Regions from separate parts of the Triticum aestivum genome. Here region 2 is linked to region 1. Evidence: chromatin contacts called from public Hi-C data. All regions are on one chromosome and are shown on one strand. The core of a region is the stretch at or near the end of the contact, and the rest is flanking DNA. Distances in the headings are between cores, read along the strand shown.

The links. A called contact is a pair of places that touch in the nucleus more often than the background predicts.
Region 2: a contact with region 1 is called in a Hi-C map of leaf, with 4 times the contacts expected there. The contact joins the promoter of LOC123094655 here to the promoter of LOC123091543 in region 1. A contact is called at or near these places in 3 of 5 Hi-C or Micro-C datasets (all in leaf).

The regions. Positions count from the first base shown.
Region 1 is chr4B:147,836,985-147,842,286 of IWGSC CS RefSeq v2.1, reverse strand. It overlaps LOC123091543 (cysteine desulfurase 1, chloroplastic), which reads right to left and starts at 2,107. Exons shown (of 10, transcript XM_044513080.1): 1 at 1,916-2,107; 2 at 916-1,049; 3 at 146-305. The coding sequence starts at 2,107. LOC123091545 (methylesterase 17) reads right to left here and starts at 5,164. Exons shown (of 4, transcript XM_044513082.1): 1 at 4,946-5,164; 2 at 4,636-4,776; 3 at 4,078-4,206; 4 at 3,334-3,836. The coding sequence starts at 5,164. The coding sequence ends at 3,573. It overlaps LOC123091547 (a long non-coding RNA gene), which reads left to right and starts at 2,260. Exons shown (of 5, transcript XR_006443281.1): 1 at 2,260-2,418; 2 at 2,732-2,913; 3 at 3,617-3,864; 4 at 4,086-4,199; 5 at 4,938-5,169.
Region 2 is chr4B:148,455,812-148,461,113 of IWGSC CS RefSeq v2.1, reverse strand. It overlaps LOC123094655 (BTB/POZ and MATH domain-containing protein 2), which reads right to left and starts at 2,589. Exons shown (of 2, transcript XM_044516613.1): 1 at 2,468-2,589; 2 at 971-2,353. The coding sequence starts at 2,348. The coding sequence ends at 1,266.

The sequences.
Region 1 (5,302 bases), core at 858-3,357:
ATATGGGGATGCATAAATACATGAAACAGGTCAAACAGTGTTTGAAGAACAATATTCATGATATGCATCAAAGTAGAAGCATAAAAAGAAATTATGACTGGCAGGTAGAGCACGAAGTATCAGCTGGGGAAGATGGAGGATTCACCTCATCTCCTTGTTTTAAGTTAGATAGGCCCCACGAATAAGCTACTAAATTGATAGCTTCTGTAGCATTACGAGTAAAAATAATCTCTCTACTATCAGCCGCATTGACGAAATTTGCAACTTTCCTTCTTGCACTCTCATATGCATCAGTAGCCTTTGCGCTGATGATAGTGAAGAAAACATGTCAGTAGGAGCAAAACATGTGTATACATATGCACATAGCTCGCAAACACTAAAAGCATATGATAACCTACTTGACTGAGTGATACAAAACTAGCAGCCTAGCAATGACATACTATGAAGCAAATCAACTGCTATATCTTTCTATGCACACAGTTGATCATCATATATCTCAAAACACGACACCTATAGCATCATTGTCCAATACAATAAAATTATGTGAGCACTACCATACCTCACAAAACAGACAAGTCAGATATGGGGGAAATCACAGAAGAAATTGTGCAAGGCGAAAAGTGAAATGTAATTATGTAAAATAGTTTTATGCTGTAGGGGGTGTTCTGTGGTGATTCACATCCATATTCCTAGTAGGAGAGTAAAAGGGTAATCTTCTGTTTCTCAAAAAAAAAAGGGTTTTCTCCTGCACAGCTCAACGCCTCTAGGGGTCTAGAGCCAGATATTACATCAGGGCCACAACCTTGCTTTACTCACACTTAGAGATAGAGAATATGCATCCAAATTCCTGGTACTAGTGGGTATTTTACACTTGCAACACCCAATTAAGACATAAAGGACAAATCAAAAAATTACCTGAGAGCATGAATGCCACGGTGAACATTCGAATTATAAAATCGGTAGTAGTCGTCTAAGGCTTTCATCACATGAGAGGGTTTCTGTGATGTTGAACCATTGTCGAAGTAAACTAATTTGTTACCATCAAATTCCTGCAAGTTCCGATGATCATAAATGATATAAAAACCACCTCACTTGAATGCCAAAAGTGTATACATAACAAAATGTAAGGTTAAAGTTTGCGACATAGTAATAACGAAAGAATCCAGCATGTAAACCAACAATAATTTTGCAGTTACTGAATCCACATTGAATAAAACAACTGTTCTGGAGGGCCCTACAAATGGATGTTTTACACGCATAACCGAATCAAAAGAAAGCTGAGTGAAACTTATATCAGCTTATCCGTAGTGGTAACTGCACCAGACATGGTGATATGCTAAAAGCCCATATCTCTCTTATGAACATTTTTTTCGATAAAGAGCGCTTTAATTAACTCATAATGTAGCATCAAGAGGAAATCATGATGAGCAACACCCAGCCTCTGCATAGCTAGGATGCACACAGCCAAACACAAACAGTCTGAAAGAAGATAAAAATTTGACATATCGGCACCAGTAGAGTCAAATAGGACCGTCACTATGTCTATGTCGAAGGAGGCGATGGGCCGATACAGAGGTTATGCTGCCACCCATGTTGGGAATAAACCTCCATGGCCCCTCGCTCCAATTGCGTACACACTGCCTTGAACAACAGTTGGAACTCCGTACGGTGAAGCATAGACTCTCTTACGAACAAATGGAAATATTTCCAGGCAGCAGCAAAAGCAGGACTACATACATGTTGTAATCAGGAGTATCTAGACGCGCCGCAATCAAGAACGATCCGATAATTTATCGGGAAAAAACATAATTAGATGCGCGACTGTAAATACTATTTCACTAATCAAATTCAAAATTGGACTGGAATGGCACGAACAACCAAACAACGAGACGAGCCGGAGATGAGCAGGGGAGACCTGGTCCAGGATGGGGAAGTCTACGCGGGTGAGGTCCCCGAGCGAGGAGGCCGGCTCCGCCTCCCGCGAAGGCGCGGCCACGGCCGCCGTCGCACAGCGGCCCCGCCGTGGAGAAAACGTGACCACAGCGCCGCCGCCGATAGTTCCGGGATAGCTGCGGTTCCTGATGGAAGAGGGGAAGTACCGGAGCGACGCCGCCGCCGCCGCGGTCGCCATGCGCGCCGTCTCTGTGGGTTGGATTAGCCAAAGCTTCGCGGTGTGTTTCCGTTCCTGCCACGTGAGGCCCACCCGTCAGCGTCCAAGTGTGTTTAAGCGGTCAGGGTGCGGGACCCGCACGGTGGTCTCACATTAGAGCGGCAGAGTAACACTGAATGGTGGAGCGGCGCCGCTGCATGTAGTAACTGCTGCCGTCGACGAGGCCGCCGCCGCCACCCGCCGCCGCAGACCTCCACGTTCGACAATAGCGCCTTCCTCTACGACGCCAGGGAGGTGTTCCATGCCAGGTGAGCAGTTATACCATGCTGAAGATAGGGGCTGTCCGTGGTGTAGGGCAGTAGCACGGCACCTGTTCGATCGAATGCGTGGTCGAGTTGCTGTGTTCGATTTGCTGGATAGGTTCTATTCCTAGGCGTCAACAAATTTTCCATGATTAACAGTGTGAGATGCGAACGCCATGAGTTTCAATGAAATTTTTCCACGATTTTCCACAGTTTATATGATGTGAGACTGCATTCCTAATTTCCCATCGTGAATTATATGAAGCAAATTCTCCGTGTTGGATAGCTGAGTTTGTCATCTCGTTTTGTGAGGCACCAGAAGTCGTGGTCAGCAAGGGGAAAAGGCACAAGATGGAGTTGATGCTGTCATTTTACAGCAAAGGGAGGAGGCACTGTGTGTGAGCTGGGGCAAGGAGGCTGTGCTCTAGTGGCCATTGAAGAGTAACTTCTGATGAGTTATCTGATCCAGCAATTAAAGTGTTACTGCAAAGCTTAGTTAAGGTAAAACATTCTGCTTGGTTGGCTTGTATATCAGCGGCTAATGCTGGTTCCTGAGAAAAGATAAAGACTGAACGCAACCAAAAGTCCGAACTGATGGAAAGGGCTAGGCAATCCACATATACACTTCAACACTTCCTCTTACGTGTGACGCGGGAAGTCAATATGTGAATAGACTCAGAGGTATGGCTCAAGAGGCCTATACATGGACATAGAGGGGGGCAGTAGCAATTTTTGGATTAACTGCGAAAGCCAGGACTTGAACTCAAGACCTTAGGCTCTGATACCATGTTAAGCTTCATGTCTAGGCAGCGGAACCAAAAGTCCGAAATGATGGAAAGGGCTAGGCAATCCATATATACACTTCAGCACCTTTGACTCGGTCCTTTTCTTTTCCTTTTTCTTTTGGAATAACACGTAGACTTATCTAAAATGGGAATTACGTAGGCCTGATTTGAGTTACTTGCTTACAAAGTGAATGGTAATGTTTACCCTAAACCAGCTTTACTTACACCCTTAAACCATTTATCCATTTGTCTTGAAGATTCCCTGAGAAACATGCTTCACAAAGATGTTATCCTAACTCGGATACTTAGTATATGTCATGTTACAAGAATTTGAACAAACCCACTATAGAGAGTTCAGTAATTTGCATATTTGCATCATAGAGATTTGACTATTAGGTTAAAGAGCTGTTCTGGTGCAGAGAAGAAGGGGCTGTGGTCTGTATCTATGACCAAAACCTCGCTGGGTGGCCACTTCTTGATCATGGAATCTTGCTGCTGAGGGTCCAGCATGTGGTCACGCTGTGTCTTTATGAAAACCCGCTTTATTCGATTCAATCTCTCATCAGCTCCTTCAAAGCTTGCAGTACCAATAGCACTTGCAGGCCATGGGCGCATCAGCATTGAAGCCAGTATTGACTCCTGAACAAGATTTTTTCATAAAACATGTGTAAGTAAAATTCGGACCATTGGTTACCTCTTAATTGTGTATGATGTTTAGTTCTTGAGAAGGTTGTTCAAGACACATGCATGGGAAATGATAGCAATATCTTGTCAGGAAATAGCTATAATAAATTTTATAATACTGGGCTCAGATTATAGAATCTGTACAATTTGATAAAGATGTGGATTTCATGAGCACATTGGCTCATGCATATAGTACCTCCTCAGGGCTTTGTTGTGATAGTCGATCACGCTGGAATTCTAATCTCAAGGCGACAGTAGTTGGAGGATCATCTGCTCCTGCACCGAATGTCAACTCGGTCTCATTCTCAGGCAAACTTGGTAAGCCCTGTTACACATTAATATACAGAAACTGTCATTAGTCGGACATAGTCAGTATATAACCATGAAAGGAAGCTTCCAGATATGCAATAAATTTGCAACAGAGCTTATTCAATAATTTCAACACGTGGAATTTGTTCTATAAATTTTTCCAAGAATTGTTGAACCTGTTATTTCATTTCTATCATGCAAATGACGACAACGAGAACAAACTGAAATTCTCAGGAAATATTCCAAGTGCCTGGTTAACATTGCCCATCGTATTTATCCTGGTCTTTACCATGTCTGTTTGAGTTATATATGTACTAAGGATTTCAGTTTTGTCGTATGTATATGTTTGTTAGTTAGGACACATTCTCAGCACTTGGTAGGTGGCTCATGCGTCATGACAAAATAAAGTGCAGCCTGAAAACATTTTTTAAGGAACAAAACATACATCTTTCTTATCTTCATCAGTCTGAAGTCCAAATGGCAGCATAGCAGCTGCCACAAATATTGCTTGCTTAATTCTGTCAACGAATTCATGCATTGCGTGAATCACACTCAGCCCTCCACTGCCATGCCCAATGAGAATCACCTGAAATTCGATCAAAATGAGTTTCAAAAGGTAAACCGAATCGCCTATAACTCTTCATCATTTTGGACACAATGTCCCTAAGCAGCTTCACAACAAAGCAACAAACTACCTTCAGCACTTTGTGGCCATAAGTAGTTTATAAATTAGCAGCAATACTGCAGGATCCTACCTTCTCACCCTCTGGCAAGGCGGAGATGAGGCGCAGGAGCGGCTTGTCATACTGCTCGAATGACCGTACAGTGTTGGGGTCGGTTGGGTCTACGCCGCCTCCGGCAAGGTCTATGCAGGTCACTTGGTAGCCGGAGCCCTCAAGGAGCCACCGGAGCTTGAACCAGCACCACCCTCCATGCCCTTCCCCATGAACAAGCACCAAATGCTCCCCTGCCATGCCCGTTCAGCATCTGCCTATTGAGTGCATCATTACCTCTGTACCAATCACCGGGACAACTGCATTTGTGCGCCAGTTCCAAATGTCAAAACCAAGCAGGTCGTCCATTGAGGTCTACTATAAATGGATGCATGCCAG
Region 2 (5,302 bases), core at 1,340-3,839, 620 kb before region 1:
GTACATTTTGGTATACATTAAAGCATTTTTGTACAAGTTTTACATTTTTCATATCATGATTAAGATTTTTCTTTTTAAATATGTTTTGATGTCTAGTTTCTTTGTACGCATCGTACATTTTTTCTTATACATCCAATACAACTTTTATGCATGTTTAACATTTTTTGTTGAATTACACAAACATTCTTTTACATTGTATAAACATTTAAAAAAATCAATGTACGTATTTTTTAAAATATATGAATATATTTTTAATGTGACAAGGCATTTTTTAAAGCTATCAACATTTTTTAAGTTACACTAACAAAGAAAGTACGCTGTTAAATTCTCGATCTTTTAAGTAACGATATTATTTTTAATTTCAAAAATATAAATAAAATTATTAAAAAAGAAAAAACAACAACAACGAACCATCGTAGTGAACGAACTAATGAGACGAAGAACTAACTGGGCCGGCCCACTTCTAGGTCTTTTAAGGCGATCACGAGCTATAGATGCACCCGTTCATAGCTGCTATTCTGAATTACTCTTTGTAATAATAAGGCAGCAATCTATAACCCCTTAATTACGTACACTATTAGATATGCAACATGAAAATATGTCGACATACCTTGTTAAGGGAAATAAAACCTAGGTACTAGTGAATCTGAAAAAAAACTAGGTACTAGTGCATGAAGTTCATCTCAGTATGATACATAACTGAAATTAAGCTGTTTATCAAGCACATAACATAAATAACCTTGAACTTTTTAGGCACAACAAATAGGAATCCCAAAAATATTTCAACTACTTAACAGGCTTCAGTGCATGATACATCAAAAGATGCGTTCACCAAATTGTTGTATCTGTGAGATTGTATAAGTTTTCTGATATAGGAACCCGAAAAGGTAAAAGTTTAACAGACGATGCATATGTCCCGCGATAACCATGCGCCAGATGATGTTTGCTCATTTTCTGCCCCAGTTTTCAGTTTTGAAGCTAACATAATTAACACAACAATAGCAGCAAAGTAGTAGCTACTTACGCTGTTATCTGATATTCATTCATTACAATAGATGAGGCCAGAACAATTCAACACCCTGACGTTCAGCAATTTGGGCATCCAGTAGTTTGTCAAAAGGTGCACATATTGCAATAAACTAGACTTACCACCCACCGGTTCAGGTCAGCACAAGCTGCTCTAGGAAACTAACTAGCAATCTTTTCATACGATTTAAGAACTACATAATGTTGTCAATAGAATTGGCTTAGAATGAGCTGCTCACCTATGCTTTGTGCAACCTACTTGCCTTCTCGAACACGTCTATTAAGACAGAAGGGAAAGTTCTTTTGAGATTACTGTAACCTTGGGTTGCCATCAAGGCATCCATCTCATCCTTAGAGGCAATAAATTCAATGCACACTTCCTTAAGCCTGTCACAGTTATGGTGATCAGCTAAAGCCAATGTAGTTGCCAGAGTCTCCATGGCAAGGTTTTTACCGAGGATGTTTTGGCATATCAACTTCAGCCTGTCCATGGCATATCTATCTGCAGCCACAAGTAAATGCCGGATCATCTCAACGTAATCATCACCACCAAAATCACCCACGTCAGGCAATGAATCGGTATATACGAAATGCAGCAAGGCCTTGAAAGCAGCAGGCTGCATGTCTTCAACTGTAATGGACTCTGCCTTTGTTTCCTTCATCCCTCCATACAGCTCTGCCTCAAAGACATGTGATCGTGCCACAAGTATGATCTTGTGTGCGGCAAAAGTCTTTCCCCCAACACTGAATGTCACGTCGGACCCCTTCCCCTCTAACAACAGCTTGCCAAAATGATCCGATAAGTTGGACGATGACACCTTGATTTCAGAGCTCCCTGTTGTTTTTGTCACCTGTGATTGTTTGATGACTGTGAGTACACATTCAATTGTCAGGCTATCATCCTTAATGTAGCCTGATGCTTCCAGCTCCAGCTCACTCCTTTCAATGAACCCTCCACATTCTGGGAAAACACGATTACCGTAGTCGAACTCTGTCGGGGTTGCTTGAGACAGAAACCAAATACTCTTTGGCAACCCAGTATCCTTGTTAACCAGTCTCAGATCACAGGATGCCCGCGCCAACCCCCTGCCCGTGGGCTCACGCGAGACCGACACGCAAACGCAATCGGCGTATGACATGTTGGCTCCGTCAGGGTAGAAACGGATGGTCCAGTCGTAGCCGCCGACGGTGAAGATGGCCGACTGGACGAACTTGTCGATTCCCAGGCCCTTCTTGAGGCTGTACCCGATGATCTCCAAGACATGCGTTCCCTTCGCCGTCTCCGTGGTACACCTTGACGAGGAATTGGATTCGAGTGCCATCAGCCCTGCAACCAAGAGCATGGAGCCCGTAATGCGGATCTGAGAATACGAGAGGAACGCACACAGCTTTGTCGAGGACAAGAGGAGTTGGGGAAGAAACGAGAGGGTGAGTGGAGTACCTTGGAAAGTCGGCAGACGAGGAGGAGGTGAGGGGCGGCGGCCAAACAGGGAGGGGAGGTCTGAGCAGCTGATGGAGACGGGAGAGGTGAGATCTGAGCAACTGATGCGAAGGCAATGGGACCTGGCCAGATGGGCTACAAGGGCCGTGCGTGGCCCGCCAAAGCATGTTTTGACTCAAAAAATGAAGTAAAATTCAGAAAAAATACAGGAAAATAAAAACGAGGGGAAGTGTCACGTGGGAGAAATCTTGAGCTTTATAAGTGGTTGCCTCGTTAAAACCTTCCACCCCTCAGAAGAAAAAAGAGTATAAAACCATGCTCTAGATTATATAGAAGGGAAAGAAAATGAAAAAACATACAATGACCACAAGTATTCTTCCTCTTCTTTGATTGGAAGATCTGTGAATGTGGCTTCCGGTTCTTTGTTGTCTGCGGTGTATTGTGCTTTCCTGCTCGCTAGTTTCTCATATTTCATGGCCATTACCTTATCCGGGGTGAGACTGATTCTTCTCTCCTCAAGTACTCTTCCAGCTATGTTGAAAGCAGACTCTGACGATGTCGATGAGATGCGTATTGATAACAAATCTCGTGCTAATATGGAAATCACCAGATATGTAAGCTTGTGTTCATGCCACCATTGATGTATGTTGAAGTCCTCGTCATCTTCACTGAAGTTGACTTTGTCGCTGTTAAGGTACATCGCTAACTACCCACCACATGCAAGCACACACACTAAAGTCTTTGATGCTCCTGTCGAAGAGCTCAAGGCAAAGGAGGAAGAACCAAATATCTTGTTCCGCGCTCCTTTTTTTTCATGCAGATAGTGTTGGTGGAGGCCGTTGCACTCGAACGCCAAAAAACTTTTGTTCGTACTTATCGTAAACTTCAGAAACTTATCACGAACATCAGTGAAATAACAAGAATAATCTAAATGTAGGGACCCATCTAATAAAAATGATCAAGCTTAGCCCTAGATCCAAGATAAATGCAAATACATGAAACATAGGAATTTCTTTCTAATATTTAAATATTTAAGTTTCATGCAAGCAACAACTTATAATTCAACGCCTTTTGTATGCGTTCACATGAGTTGCAATGTCTACAATACTATGCACCATTAAAGGAGATGTGGAATGATGACCACTGAAGTAAATTATTGCATCATAAAACATCTCCAAAAAACTTAGTCAATATTGAAGCAACATGCAGATCACATGAGTGATTAGCTATGATACTTGCATTCACGAAATCCCGAGAATGTATCTTTGTCTCGGAGAAGTGACTTGAGCATCATATATGTAGAGTTTCATGTAACAAACAAGTCAAAATTATACTTATGAGGAATTTCTCCTACAACAATGCAATATCTCTTGGAGCTTGCAATTCGTTGTTTAGAGTTACTAAGATAAGAAACTGCAGTTTGCAATTTTTCAAAATGTGGTTTGCATTTGAAGGCACATTTAGTAATAAGATAATTATATGGCAAGCATAACGTTGATGCAGTAAAAAAGATGCAGCATATATGAAAAACAGAGGAGTGAGGTCCTCCATTGCAATTGTATTTGTTGAAGCATTATCCAAAGTTACTGCAAAAAACTTGTTGGTCGGACCAAAATCTGCACAACTCTACTTAAAGCTTGAGCAATGTTCACACCAGCATGTGCTTCGCCAATTAATTCGAATCTTATGATTCTTTTTTGTAGTTCCTACTTATCGCTAACATAATGAGCGACCACACTATTGTAGTCTTGCTTTGCCTGACCACTCCTGATATAAGGTCTTGAAGAGACCCAAAAAGTGCATGTGGTAAATTCTTCTTTTCTTTTTGTAAGTCCGGTTTTGCATAACCTTTTCATATCCATAATTGTAGCTTGTCTAGAAACTAGTTTGAAATTAGGAGTATGAGTAGTCTGAATGTATTCAGTAAAATCATCAGACTCACCAAAACCTAGAGGTAAATCACTATAAGCAATTAAAGGACAAAGATCTTCCCTCTAAACATTGGCATCATAGGTGAAATTATATATCGAACCATTAGGGTTTTATCTCGCCACGGCCTCTCCATCCTTCTTCATGTGGGCTTTCTTGTGCCAGATCAGCTGGTCGGGTTCCTCCTTGACCCCATATGCAATACATTTCCCCGCATCTTCTGCACTTGACCTTAATCACACAAACACCACCCACCTCAACTATTACTTCATCGAAGTAATCCCACACTTTTGAGGTTTTGCGACAAGACTTTTTTGCATCGATGGTAGTGGAGGAAGTGTTGGCACTAGTGGAATTGGTGAAGGATTGTGAAGGTGGTGTATTGTCGTCGAAAGTAGGATAGGTAGTGGTATTGTCATCACAAGGAGGATATGTGGTGGTACTGTGGATAGTGGGATCAACATACCCGGGTATGTGAAAATTGAAATCGCTTGCATTGAAGCTTTTTTTGAGAATCATCATCAAACTTTATTAATCACCGTACACCTGGGATTTCATCGGATATTACATGCAGAATACAGTTAGGCGGATCGCTAGGCCAAAAACTACAAAATTCCTTACTAACTCCTTCTCTAGCTAACAAGTGAGCTCCTTGCTTCCCTGATCTTCTAACCTAGGAAGCTTTAAAACCTTCAAGAGTCCTTCCTAGCAGCTTGATTTCTTCAACGATCGGTCCAGCCACACTTAAGTTTTTTTCCTGGTCATTCAACATGGCCGCCACTCCCTTGTTGTCGACTTCAACGTGCACCCTGGTAGCTCCAGCATGGATTGCCAGCTGCAATGCCTTGCGGCAAGCAAGTATCTCAGCCACCTCGGGATCAGACACATCCCGACATACATAGCAGG